Linked DNA regions of Mus musculus: regions 1 and 2 are each linked to region 3. The links are chromatin contacts, called in public Hi-C maps. All regions are on one chromosome and are shown on one strand. The core of a region is the stretch at or near the end of the contact, and the rest is flanking DNA. Distances in the headings are between cores, read along the strand shown. Region 1 has its middle 140 kb from the start of Gm36667. Region 2 overlaps Gm40339 (a long non-coding RNA gene). Region 3 overlaps Auts2 (autism susceptibility candidate 2).

What was found. A called contact is a pair of places that touch in the nucleus more often than the background predicts.
Region 1: a Hi-C map of cerebellum shows a contact between it and region 3, with 2.8 times the contacts expected there. The contact joins two enhancer-like sites. A contact is called at or near these places in 2 of 484 Hi-C or Micro-C datasets (cerebellar granule neurons and cerebellum), 1 of 115 datasets of contacts at active chromatin or transcription factors (astrocytes) and 2 of 9 other capture datasets (embryonic tail and embryonic trunk).
Region 2: a contact with region 3 is called in a Hi-C map of cerebellum, with 6 times the contacts expected there. The contact joins two enhancer-like sites. A contact is called at or near these places in 23 of 484 Hi-C or Micro-C datasets (the N1E-115 cell line, brain, cardiomyocytes and 14 more), 2 of 115 datasets of contacts at active chromatin or transcription factors (astrocytes and embryonic forebrain) and 2 of 9 other capture datasets (embryonic tail and embryonic trunk).

The regions. Positions count from the first base shown.
Region 1 is chr5:133,451,845-133,455,941 of GRCm38.p6, forward strand. No RefSeq gene overlaps it. Among named protein-coding and RNA genes, the nearest start is that of Gm36667, 140 kb to the right of the region's middle. Within about 2 kb of position 2,042, at least 46 of the 459 cell types and tissues checked have an H3K27ac peak or open chromatin away from gene starts, as enhancers often do. A contact at or near this core is called in cerebellum, where this site is marked.
Region 2 is chr5:134,062,585-134,066,648 of GRCm38.p6, forward strand. Gm40339 (a long non-coding RNA gene) reads right to left here. Exons shown (of 6, transcript XR_868578.3): 3 at 1-574. Among named protein-coding and RNA genes, the nearest start is that of Gm40340, 14 kb to the left of the region's middle. Within about 2 kb of position 1,282, at least 4 of the 459 cell types and tissues checked have an H3K27ac peak or open chromatin away from gene starts, as enhancers often do. A contact at or near this core is called in cerebellum, where this site is marked.
Region 3 is chr5:132,227,863-132,231,646 of GRCm38.p6, forward strand. The region is part of intron 2 of Auts2 (autism susceptibility candidate 2); the gene reads right to left. Among named protein-coding and RNA genes, the nearest start is that of Auts2, 310 kb to the right of the region's middle. RefSeq lists an enhancer at 1,290-2,498. Within about 2 kb of position 2,044, at least 76 of the 459 cell types and tissues checked have an H3K27ac peak or open chromatin away from gene starts, as enhancers often do. A contact at or near this core is called in cerebellum, where this site is marked.

The DNA of each region.
Region 1 (4,097 bases), core at 792-3,291, 1.2 Mb after region 3:
TGCACAGCTTCTTTCTGTAAGGGGTTTGGAGGTGTATGTGTGTGATGCATGGCCATGTGTATGTGCACAGATGGATACACCCTAGATGAAGATACCAGATGTCCTCCTGCTCTGTCGCTATCCACCTCAGTCTCTTGAGACAGTATCTCTCACTAAAACCTTGAACTAGCCTGGCAGCCAGCAAGCCAGGCTAATTCTAACTCCCACCTTAACTCCCAAGATACTAGGATTGAAGGTGTGTGTGTGTGTGTGTGTGTGTGTGTGTGTGTGTGTGTGTGTGTGTGTGTTCACATCCAGCTTTTTATGTGGGTGCTGGACATTTGAACTCAGGTCTTTGTGCTTTTACACTAAGCAATCTTACTCACTGAGCCACCTCTCCAGCTCTCACATGGTTTCTTAAAGTACTAGAAAATTTTTCAGTATCTTACAGACATTTATTTTAGGAATCTGGACAGATCACTCTAGGAAAAGGTTCCCGAATGAACAATATGACAGCCACCAGGATATGGCTCTGCTTTGCTGAAAACCAACCCTCTCTCAAGTCTAAGTGTCATATCTGATATCTTTGTGTGACGATTTACATGAGAAATGTCCCTCATAGGTTCATGTATTTGAATACCCAATCCCCAGGTGGGTTTTTGAGAAAGTTATAAAACCCTTTGGAGATTGAGCCTTGTTGGAAGAAGTACTTCAGTGGAGGTAGGGTTTCAAAGTTTGTACTCTCTCTCTCTCTCTCTCTCTCTCTCTCTCTCTCTCTCTCTCTCTCTCTCTGTGTGTGTGTGTGTGTGTGTGTGTGTGTGTGTGTGTGTGTAAAACTATGATCAGCTAGCTTCCAGCTCCTGTTGCCATGCTCTCCCTATTTGTGTCTATGCTTTCTTCACCATGGTGACCCCCCTACCCTGGAACCATAAGCCAAATAAACCCTCTCTTCTTTGACTTGATTTTGTCACAGTATTTTTATCACAGCAACTAAAAAGTTACTAATAGTGGGGGGCAGGGTATGTGGATGGATCTCCATGTGTTTATATGTGCTGATCTATGTATATGAGAAGGCCAGAGGACAACCAATTCCTCATGAGTCATCTACCTTTTCTGAGACAGAGTCTCTCATTGTACATGGCACTTGCCTAGTAGGCAAAGGTGGCTGGCCAGTGAGCTTCCAAGGTTTGATTTTTCTCTACCTTTCTAAGATTGGAATGGTAAGCAAATGGCACGTGCCTTTTTTTAATACATAGTTTCTAGGAATCAAATCCAGGCTTTCACGTGTATACAGTAAGCACCATAGTATTTGACCCATATCCCCAGCTCACTTCTAATATCTGTGTGACATGATCCTCCACCCAGGAAGTACCTTGCTCTGTATTCAGTTTCATAATCATAGTTATAAAACTTCTTTACACTCCTACCCACAAAGGTTAAGGAAAATAGTGTTTTTCATAAGTGGCTGGTATATCAGATCTCACAGTGAGAATAACCAATACTAAATCTATATGCTTACCTATTCATCTATCCATCCATCTTTCCAACTATGCATGTGTGTATACATACATGCCCACCACATGCACAGACACAACACACACATATACAAATGGAGAAACACATATCTATGAACCTGTGTGACACTGAGCAGTTGAGCAACTAGCCGGCACAAGGCTGTCTTAGGGAATAAGCTTAGTTCTCAGCTTACCAGCCTTGAGGGGAGGGAAAGAACAAAGCCACAATTGAAGCCCTGTCTGTATTCTGAGGATAATCACAGAACTTACAGCTCTAATCAGACAAGCCAGGCACTGTTGGGTCTTTCATCTCAAATAAAAGTCTTTGACACAGGGAGAGTGTTATCATGTGTAGCTCCTCGGAAGTAAATTCTGGCATTTGTGGGTAAATAGAATGGATCACAATGAGCGTCCCTCAGAGAAGGATGCCCCCAAAGTGCAGACAATACCGATTAGATGCTAGAACTGGGTCACTTGTCGGTGCCAGCTGCCTCAGCAGCCTGAACAAGTGAAGAGTGGGCATTTCCATTTACTTTCCCTGCACGAATCCAGATTTGGCTGGCCCTGGGCATGCATGCAGATGGAGACAGAGCTGTGGGATGGGCCTCAACACAGCAGTGTGCTTGCAAGAGCTGGGGACTTTTTTATACCCCGCCATCCCATCATCCACTCTGGCTACACAAAATGAGTATGAATTATGGGGACCTGCTGAGTCTTTGATTTCCCTCAGCTGCCACCCCAGTAGCCATGATCCTGGAAATTAACTGTGTGTTTCATCGGCTAGCAGAGGGAATAAGAGTTAAAGTCAGCCTGTCACGCTGCTGTCAACCTTCTATTCATATTGGCTTCCCGTCCCACCCCAATTCCAGGAACGCTTAAAGAGCATCCAGGCACCTGTTTCTAGAGACTGGCAGGGCCCTAAAGTTTAATTAATTAGAGAAGTCACCTTTTTGATGAGACAGGATTTAGGTAGATGAAAACAGTTAGCAAAAATTTATCCAGTCCATGCATATTAGTCAACTTTCATCCCTTTGACAAAAATCCCTGAGGTAAATAACTTAAAGAAGAAAGATTTACATTGATTCAGGATTTCACGGTTTACCCAGTTCCATTGCTGTGGGCTTGTGATGAGATGAAAAAATATATAGGCGCTGTGGAGGAAGCTACTTACCTTATTGATCCGGGGGGGGGGGGAGGTATACGTGTATGCATATGTGCAAATCTATGTGTATATGATGTATATGTATATGCAAATGCACATGTAATGTAGATGTAGATGATGTAGATGTATATTATATGATTATTATACGATGTATATGTATGTGTATATATATGTATATATGTGTGTGCATGTATGCAGATGGAGACATATATATGTGTATATATACACAGAGACATATGTGTATGTATGTGTATCCATGCAGAATGAGACATGTGTCATGTGTTGTGTGTGTGTGTGTATGTGTGTATGAAGAGAGGGAGAGAAAGAGAGAGAGAGAGAGAGAGAGAGAAGGAGGAAGAGGAGGAGGAGGAGGAGGAGGAGGAGGAGGAGAGACAGGGAAACTGAGAGACTTAATTTCTCTGACAAGGTCATCAGGTCTCATGTTCTTGTAGCTCATTCAGCTATGACTTCATCAGTGGCTGGAGCTAATGTTCTCATAATCCAATCACTTCTCAATAATGCCATCATCTAGGGAGCAAGACTTTAACAAAGCAGACTTTGGAGTAGACATTTGTGGAAGCCATTGCTTCTTTTCCCTTCTAACTTCCTCTTTCTTACTGCCCTCTATTTTTTTCTATTTTGATAGGGAAAGGGGGCAAAGGCTAGAAAAATGGCTCAATGGGTAAGCTGCTTGGTAGGCAAACATGAGAAACTGAGTACAGATTTGCCAGGACCCACATAAAAACAAAAAACAAAAACAAAAACAAACAAACAAAAAAAGAAAACAGGCATGGTGCCATGTGCTTGTAATCACAGAGTTAGGGAGGAAAAGAAAGAAGGAGCTATGGGGCCCACTGGAGAGCCAGCCTATACAGGCAAAGCAGTGAGCTTGGGAGCTCAAGGTTCAGTGAGTGTTGCTGACCCAAAAATCGCGTGGAAGTAGGATTAATGAAGACATGTGAAGTGACATTGACTTAAGACTTCCATAAGTATACATGAGCGCGCGCGCACACACATATACACACACCATGAAGAAAAAGGAAACACCACCATCTTAGTCAGCAATCTATTACTATAACAAATACCACAAATTATTAATTTATAAAGAGAAAGGCTTTATGTTGACTTATAGTTTGAAGACTTCAGTCCATGGACAACTGACCTATTACTTTTAATGCATCTGGTGTTTGAAGGCAGAATATGTGGTTGAAGTTCAGAAAGAATCATATCTGCTAACCTCACAGTCTGTTTATAAATGATAAAAAAAGAAGACATTGGGAGCCCCTGAGTAATAGAAACCACTGGTCTAACAATATAGTTTTCACTTTTATTTTCTAGAAGAATCTATAAGTGGAATCTAAGGGCATATATGTTTCCAGATGGGATTTCACTTCATTTGGGTAACATGCATTTAGGATTCCTAAGTACCTTTATGTGGATTG
Region 2 (4,064 bases), core at 32-2,531, 1.8 Mb after region 3:
GAAGAGGGCTTCAGATCCCCTGGAACTGGAGTCACAGACAGTTGTCAGCTGCCATTTGGATGCTGAGAATTAAATCCGAGTCTTCTGGAAGAACAGCCAGTGTTCCTAATCTCTGAGCCATCTCTCTAGCCCCTGTTTATTTAACCTTTATTTTTATTTTATGTGTGCTGGTGTTTTGCCTGCATGTATGGCTGTGCACCACGTGTCCCCAGGACTTGACTTTTAGAAAGAAGGAGAGAGAGAGAGAGAGAGAGAGAGAGAGAGAGCAGGGAAGACATCTCAGTGGGTAAAACGTTGGCCACGCAGGCATGAGAACCAGAGTACAGGCCTCCAAGTACCCACAGAAAAGCTGTGTGGGAGTGGAGGCTGCGTATAACCCTAGCACTCGGGAGGCAGAAAAGGGGATTCTCAGAGTCAGTGATACTGATGCAATCAGCAAGCTCTGGGTTCTTAGTAACAAAGGAAGAAACCCTCAGGTCTCCAAGTGCACACGCGAACCGGTGCAACACACGCACACACACACAGACAGCTCCATAGCAAGTTCAAGGTCAGCCTGGACTCCAAGAGATCATATCTAAAAAAAAAAAAAAAAATTTAATTTAAAATAAATAAATAAATACGAAAGAAAGAAAGAAAGAAAGAAAGAAAGAAAGAAAGAAAGAAAGAAAGAGGAGAGAGAGAGAGAGAGAGAGAGAGAGAGAGAGAGAGAGAGAGGAGAAAGGAAGGAAGGAAGAAATTGACACCGAAGAATGATGGTCTCCTCGTCCCCCTCTATAGTCTGACTTGTTGGGCTACAAAGGACAGAGAAACCGCAGGTTCTCAAGGTTCACGTTCCTCGCCGAGCCTGAAATACAAGTCCCAGAACCCTCTGCAGCCTTGAAATCAGTGTGTTCCACCAGCTACTGTGAGGGGAGCCTGGATCATAAGCCAGGACTGTGCTAACGTGGAAGATCCCCCAAATCGTGCCCTAAAACAAGAGGTGCCAACCGAACTGATGGGCTAATAGATCCCCTGCTCATGGGCTACAGGCTGAGCCATAACGGGATACTGCTGCCCAAGTAAGCAGGCAACGGAGCCTTCACCTCACCTCACCTCACCTCACCTCACCTCACCTCACCTCACCTCACCTCACCTCTCCCCTCCCCTACACTGTCCCCTTCCCCCTTTCCTTTCCTTCCCTTCCTCTTTCCTCCCCCTCCCAGTCTACCAGAACATTGGCAACTGTGAGGTCCAGGATATTTCCAAGCTGTTCAGCAACTCTGCAGACTTTGTTATGGATTCGGAGCGCCCCCTAGTGGCCATCTCCGCTATCTTTCCCACTAATGAGTAGCCCAGCCTTAAAGGCTAGGCCTGTGGCTTCTCATGTGCCAGGTATCTTCCCAAGGACCTTGAGGAGTGCTATTAGGCCAAGATCTCAGCCCCCGATGAGCACCTGCGGTTATCAGCTGCAGACATTATAACAAAACACTTGCGATCATTACCATTACTGGAGATATTAGGGTCAGAGCCTGGGCCCCTGGACCCACCTTTGCTCAGTAAGTCAATTAGGGTTTTGAGAGGATGTTGCATGTAAAAGAGCGTTCAGCCCAGCCTGATGATCTGCGGCCAATCACCATGACACACACGTTGAAAGCAGAGAACTGACTGCTTCATGGTATCCTCTGACCTCCACACGTGTGCACACACACACATATGTAAATGGGTCAAATGTTTTACCTAAGACACTGGGACAAGGAACGGTGACGGAAGTCCAGTGATACCCCACCTTCCGAGTCCACCTTCAGGGTCCTTATGTGAAGCGTAATTTAAATAGCTGAGAGGCGCGGGGATGGGGGTGGGAAAATGCCTCTACCTGAAGAGCACTTGCTGCTCTTCCGGAGGACAAGAGTTCTTTTCCCCTCAGCCATGTCAGGTGGTTCACAACTCCCTATGATGCCAGCACCAGGGGATCTGACATTCTCTTCCAGCTTCAGGAGGCCACCTGTACTCTCGTGCGCCGGCCGCCCTCTCTCTCTCTCTCTCTCTCTCTCTCTCTCTCTCTCTCTCTCTCTCTCTCACACACACACACACACAGAGAGAGAGAGAGAGAGAGAGAGAGAGAGAGAGAGAGAGAGAGATGCGCGCGCGCACACACACACACACACACACACACACACACACACACGCATGCGCACACATACACAAACAATTAAAAGTGAAATTGAACCTTTCTCGGAGGAGCTAGGTTCGGACCCACCCGCCACTGCCCCAGCTTTGCCTCAGCTCCAGTCTGCCCAGTGAAGTGGTTGAGAAGTCACCAGAACAGTGAGAAATCTCTCTCGAAACAAGCTCCACTTTGCCAGGCACCAGGCTTCCAGCCTTTTCCTTCTCCCAGTGAGAGACTCCTGAAGAAATTCCTGTTTCTTGGGGTCTATTGTTTCCAGTGGCCTGATAGATGGAAGAGAGGCTCTCTTTCTAATGCCCTCATTTCTGCCACGTTAGCAAGGTTGTTTCTAAATGGAAAGTTTATCTGGGTTCCCAACTGCAGCCGTTCTGGTCCATACCTGGACAGAACTTTTGAGGCCACCTATAGGAGTGTCCGAGAGCAAAGTAAAGCTATTCACCTCGTGGCCAAGAGGCAAAAATGAGAGGGAAGTTCAGCTGTCCCCTTTAAAAGCACATCCCAATGATATAAAGATTCACTACTGGGGGGCTGGTGAGATGGCTCAGTGGGTAAGAGCACCCGACTGCTCTTCCGAAGGTCCGAAGTTCAAATCCCAGCAACCACATGGTGGCTCACAACCACGCGTAATGAGATCTGACTCCCTCTTCTGGTGTGTCTGAAGACAGCTACAGTGTACTTACATATAATAAATAAATAAGTTAAAAAAAAAAGATTCACTACTGGGCCTCATCTCTAAAGGTCCCCCCACCTCCCAACAGCAGCCCCTTCAGAACAAAAATCACCAACACTGTGTCTTTGTGTGTATTTAAGATCCAAACCTTAGCAGCCATAGGAGACACACGCTCACAGGCACAAACATACTCATACACACACACACACAAATACACACAGAGAGACAGATAGGCAGACACATGCTCTCACATATCGCACACATACATACATATAAACCCATGCATTCACACAGAGACATACATGTACACAGACATACATACACAGACATACACACACACACACACACAATGCCAAAGATGTCCCTGCACAGGAAAGACACTAAGATCTCCAAACCTCTGCCCTGGCCCCAGAAGGCCACATACTCCTTTTCCAGTTTTTTATTAATAATTCCAGGGCAACCTCCTCATAGAATGCCTATCCCTAGAAATGTACCCACCCAACTATGGTATGGGAGTGTGTGTGTGTGTTTGTGTGTGTGTGTGTCTGTGTGTGAGTGTGTGTGTGTGTGTGTGTGTGTGTGTGTGTGTGTGTGTGTGTGTGTGTGTGCATGTCTGTGTGTGTGTCTGTCTGTCTGTCTGTCTCTGTGTTTTTCTGTGTGTCTTTCTATCCACCTGTGTGTCTGTGTACTAGGGCTTGAACACAGGCCTTCTGTGGGTTAAGCAGGCACTCTTCCACTAAGCCACACTCTGGCTGCTCACTTGGAGATTCTAGGCAGGCACACTACAAAGAAGTCACTCTCCTCAGCCCCTCGCTTCCTGGAAAGTGCTCTGCCACTGAGCCTCTCAGAAGGGACGAGATGCTAGATTAGTTAGGCATTTTACAAGCACTCCTTGAGGACCAAGAGCAGCAGTGCTCACCAGGACTCCCAGAACTTGGGGGAGGGGTGCTGAGGCAGGAGGCAAGCCCAGCCTCAACTACTTAGCAAGTCAAGGCTTGATGGAGATGCATGAGGTGTTACCGAAAAAAAAACAAAAATGTTGAATTAAATGAGACACCCTTTCAGCCCCTGCCAAGTGCGGATCTGTAGTTGGCACTGGAGACTGAATAATTCAACTGTGTGCTCTTGGGGCTGATGTTAGAACCAGAGACTGAACATCAAGCATCCTGTGCCAACAGTTCTCAACCTGTAGGTCAAAACTCCCACAGGGGCTACATATCAGATATTTAC
Region 3 (3,784 bases), core at 794-3,293:
GTGCCGAAGTTGAAAGTACAGATGCAAGGTTTTAGACAGCGAGCTATGGTAGCTTCTTTCTATAAAGTTTAAGCTGTTGATTCCACTTAAGAAATATGCACTAAAGACTTCAGCACTGCATGAAAGGAGACATCCACGTCAAGATCTTTCCAAAAGGCTCTGAACAAGGACAGGACAACAATGTCTAACCTGTAGTCCTGTGGGCTGCTTCAACAATGGTGAATATACAGAACCAATTGCCCCACAATTCACATGGCATGAACTCAGATAGGGAAATGGATGTTTGAGCTACACACAATCAATGCATTCTCAATAAACAGTATCTGATCTCTAATATGAGCCTTGTCTGTATCAACATTGATACAGGCTAGCAAAAACAAATGATAATTTCATAACTTTAATGATGAAATAGAACTAAGGTTATTGAGAATAAAATTATTATCCTACAAACCTACATCTCAAGTCTGAACTCTGGGTTAAAATAACTATACTTGAATATATTCATCAATATCTACATTATATTGTGGTATTCTACTAAGTACATCAAGGTAGCACAGGGTGGCCTGGAATGTATTACACAACTAAAAACAGCCTTGAACTTCTAACCTCCGTATTCCAAGTGTTAGGAATACCACTTTACATCCCCATACACAGTGTACAATGTCTTAAAAGTCAAAGTTAGATTTCATGTATGTAAACTTGCCCTTACCAACTGACTCACACCTCAAGTGCAAGATACTCTAAACTCGTGTTCACCAGACTGATGGAGTCATGATGTAGCTACAAAGCCATGTGTGCTTCTTCAACAGGTACTTTCTTGTATCTCAGATGAAAACTACATACCCATTTTCCTTAACTTTGATTTATTTCTTCTTGCACCTTTTAAATTTACAAGTGTTGGCTAAATTCTATTGACAGACACCCACATATCTAAATCTTTTCCTATCCACTTTATTTTCTCTACTAAACCAGCCTCTTACTAAGAGCTTGATAGGAAAAAAATAATGCACCACTCACCCCCCCTCTCTCTCCCTCCCTCCCTACCTCTCTGTGTGTGTGCATGTGTGTGTGTTTGTGTGTGTGTGTCCATTCCTTCCCCAGACAACTGCCAGAATGATTTTTAAACACACATAGCACACAGAGAGAGGGGGAGGGAGAGGGGGAGGGGCAGGGGGAGGGAGAGGGGGGAGGGGAGGGGAGAGGGAGGGGGAGGGGAGGGGGGAGGGAGAGGGAGAGGAAGAGGGAGAGGGAGAGGGAGAGGGAGACCCATACTCACTCACTCTTACACAGACTTCAAGAAGCCCCCATCTGTTTTTCAATACCATAATGAAGCCTCTTTGCCAGCACCCTTCAGAAGCAAGCTCTCACCATAGTTCACCCCACTCATTTCCAGCCACTTGTCTTCTTTCATCCCAACCCGCTGCAACACAACAAAACTGTCATTCCTCCTAGGCAAAGATTAACATTCAGAGCAAACCCCCCAACATTCATCTGTGGAGAGTCTCTTTTTGTGGTGCTTCCAGAGTCCATGATACACAGCTATCAAAGTTCTGATTCTGTAGCAGGAGACCTTCCCGGAGATTCTCAGGATGTATTTAAGCAACAGCTGTTATTGAAAGATCAGGAAGTCAAGTTCAGGGACTGCATTTATTTGAACAAACAACTACACATTGCTTTCAGATACAGCCAAGATTCTGAAGGTAGCTCAGATCGTGATGGAGGGTAATAGACCACAGGTAAATACACAGGAACGTCCTTTCAGGACACTGGCAAGCACAGCTGGGTAGAAGCCAACTCCTGCAAAGTGGCTGCATTTGTCTTGCTAAGGGTCAGCCATGACAGCATCTGTCAAGACGAGCTTGAACAGAGGAACTCAGAACCCAGCCTAGCAGTAACAGGATACATCGGTATCTGGTTGGAGCACAAACAAGGTAGACTTTCTTCCTCTGGCACAGGGCAGGCACAGGGCCAAGCACACACAGTGCTCTCTGTTTTTGCAAGTCTAATGCGGTCTGCTGAGGGGAGGGGTGAGAGATCACCAGTTCATAATGACTCTCATTATGTCTGCTGCGTTCTGAGCCAAGATTAGACACTAGACAATCCTCTGTCCAGTGTCAAGGGCTTTCAACTGCCCTTTCAACAGGATAATTCCACTTCAAACTAATTTAGGTTTCTTATAACCCAGGCTACCAAAACTGATACACTTCACTGTCTCGGCCTGGAAAAAGAGGTTAATGTCTGCTCCAAGAGAAATACAGACTCGGGTTTGGAGTCTGTGTCGGCTCTACATGAGCGATAACAAACACAACACCCTAAAATCTCCCACCATCTGCTGAGCTGTCAGCCTCCCTGCAGGAACTCAATTTCTAAAGATTACAGTCCTTTTAGTATAGAGCCAGAGGAACACTCCAGAAGAACTTTAGAAAAGATATTAGCATTCCCACTAACATCAACAAGGCTGTGTGAGGTTCACTTCAGGACAGAAACAGTAATTCACCTTCGTCTTCTAGACACAGAAAAGCTTTGGTGACCAAACAGAAACCTGAAGCCTGGAGTGGGCTCATGCTCATGTCTCCAGCACCAATTCCAAAGGCTAACGCAGGACTGTGGAGAGTTAACAGCATTGTAGATGGGAGTGGCAGGCCAGCTAAGCATACACAACAAAACTTTAAAACAAAACAAAACAAAACATACTTAAAAACTTAAAACAAACAAACAATAACAACAACCCACTCAGTTTGGGGTTTTCAGTTTACGTGAATACATAAAGACAATAAAGGCAAGGTATTAATTCAGGTGATTCAAAAATCCAGGAAAAGAATTAAAAGAAAAAGAAAAACCAAGCCAAAGACACTCAGCTACTAAATGAAAAGGTCATGTTTGAAGGCTCCAAGGCTCACTTTATGTCTACAAATATGCTAAACCCACAAAAGTTTATATAAACACTGAAATTTTCCGTGTAATAAAGGTAATCTTCTATACCTACCAATGTACTCACTCCTCCCTCTAAAGCACACAGGCTTTGATGTGGTAATTTATTCTTCACATACCAGCTATCTGTGCCTACCCAAGCCATTACGTCAACAACTATGCATAATATTCTAGAGAAGTACTACTATATAAAATTTTGCATTTAAAGTACAAAAATTTTAAATAACCTTTAGACTGAACCAAAATGCATAAATAACCCAAAGGAACTTGGAAACCTATGTTCACTTGGTGAGTACACAGCCTGTTAACACTAACAGCACCCCTAGCGCCATGCTCAAATATTCCCACTCTGTCCAAAGTTCCTATGCTCATCCAAAAATAAGCACAAGTCAAACAAGGTGACCGCTGCTTTAAAAACTTACATTTTAGAATTTGGTATAATTTTCCTTTAATGGACACTGTAGATTCGGGGACTTACGGGGGAAATAAAACATCTCAAGAGAACACTGAAAAGCAATAATCTGAAGCCATTATCACAGCCTAGGAAGGCTCGACTTACATTTTCTAATTCTAATTCCCTCACTCTGAAGCACAAGAGACTGCAGTCTGTACAGCGGGCAACCCAAGCCCCTGCTACATGGTTGACGGAGAAGCCACTCGCAAGGCACACAAAGTGTTAAATCACACAGTCAAGCTGTAATCCTTGACCAGTGACCCAGGAGGCTTCAGCCTGGGACCTTTCAGGTGTCACTGCTCAGTGTCTTCATACAACTACACTGCAACACTGCTCCTGAAACTTCCTCCTTAGCAAATGTCACCTTTTACCTCTTCAGCCTCTCTTCAGCCCATCCTC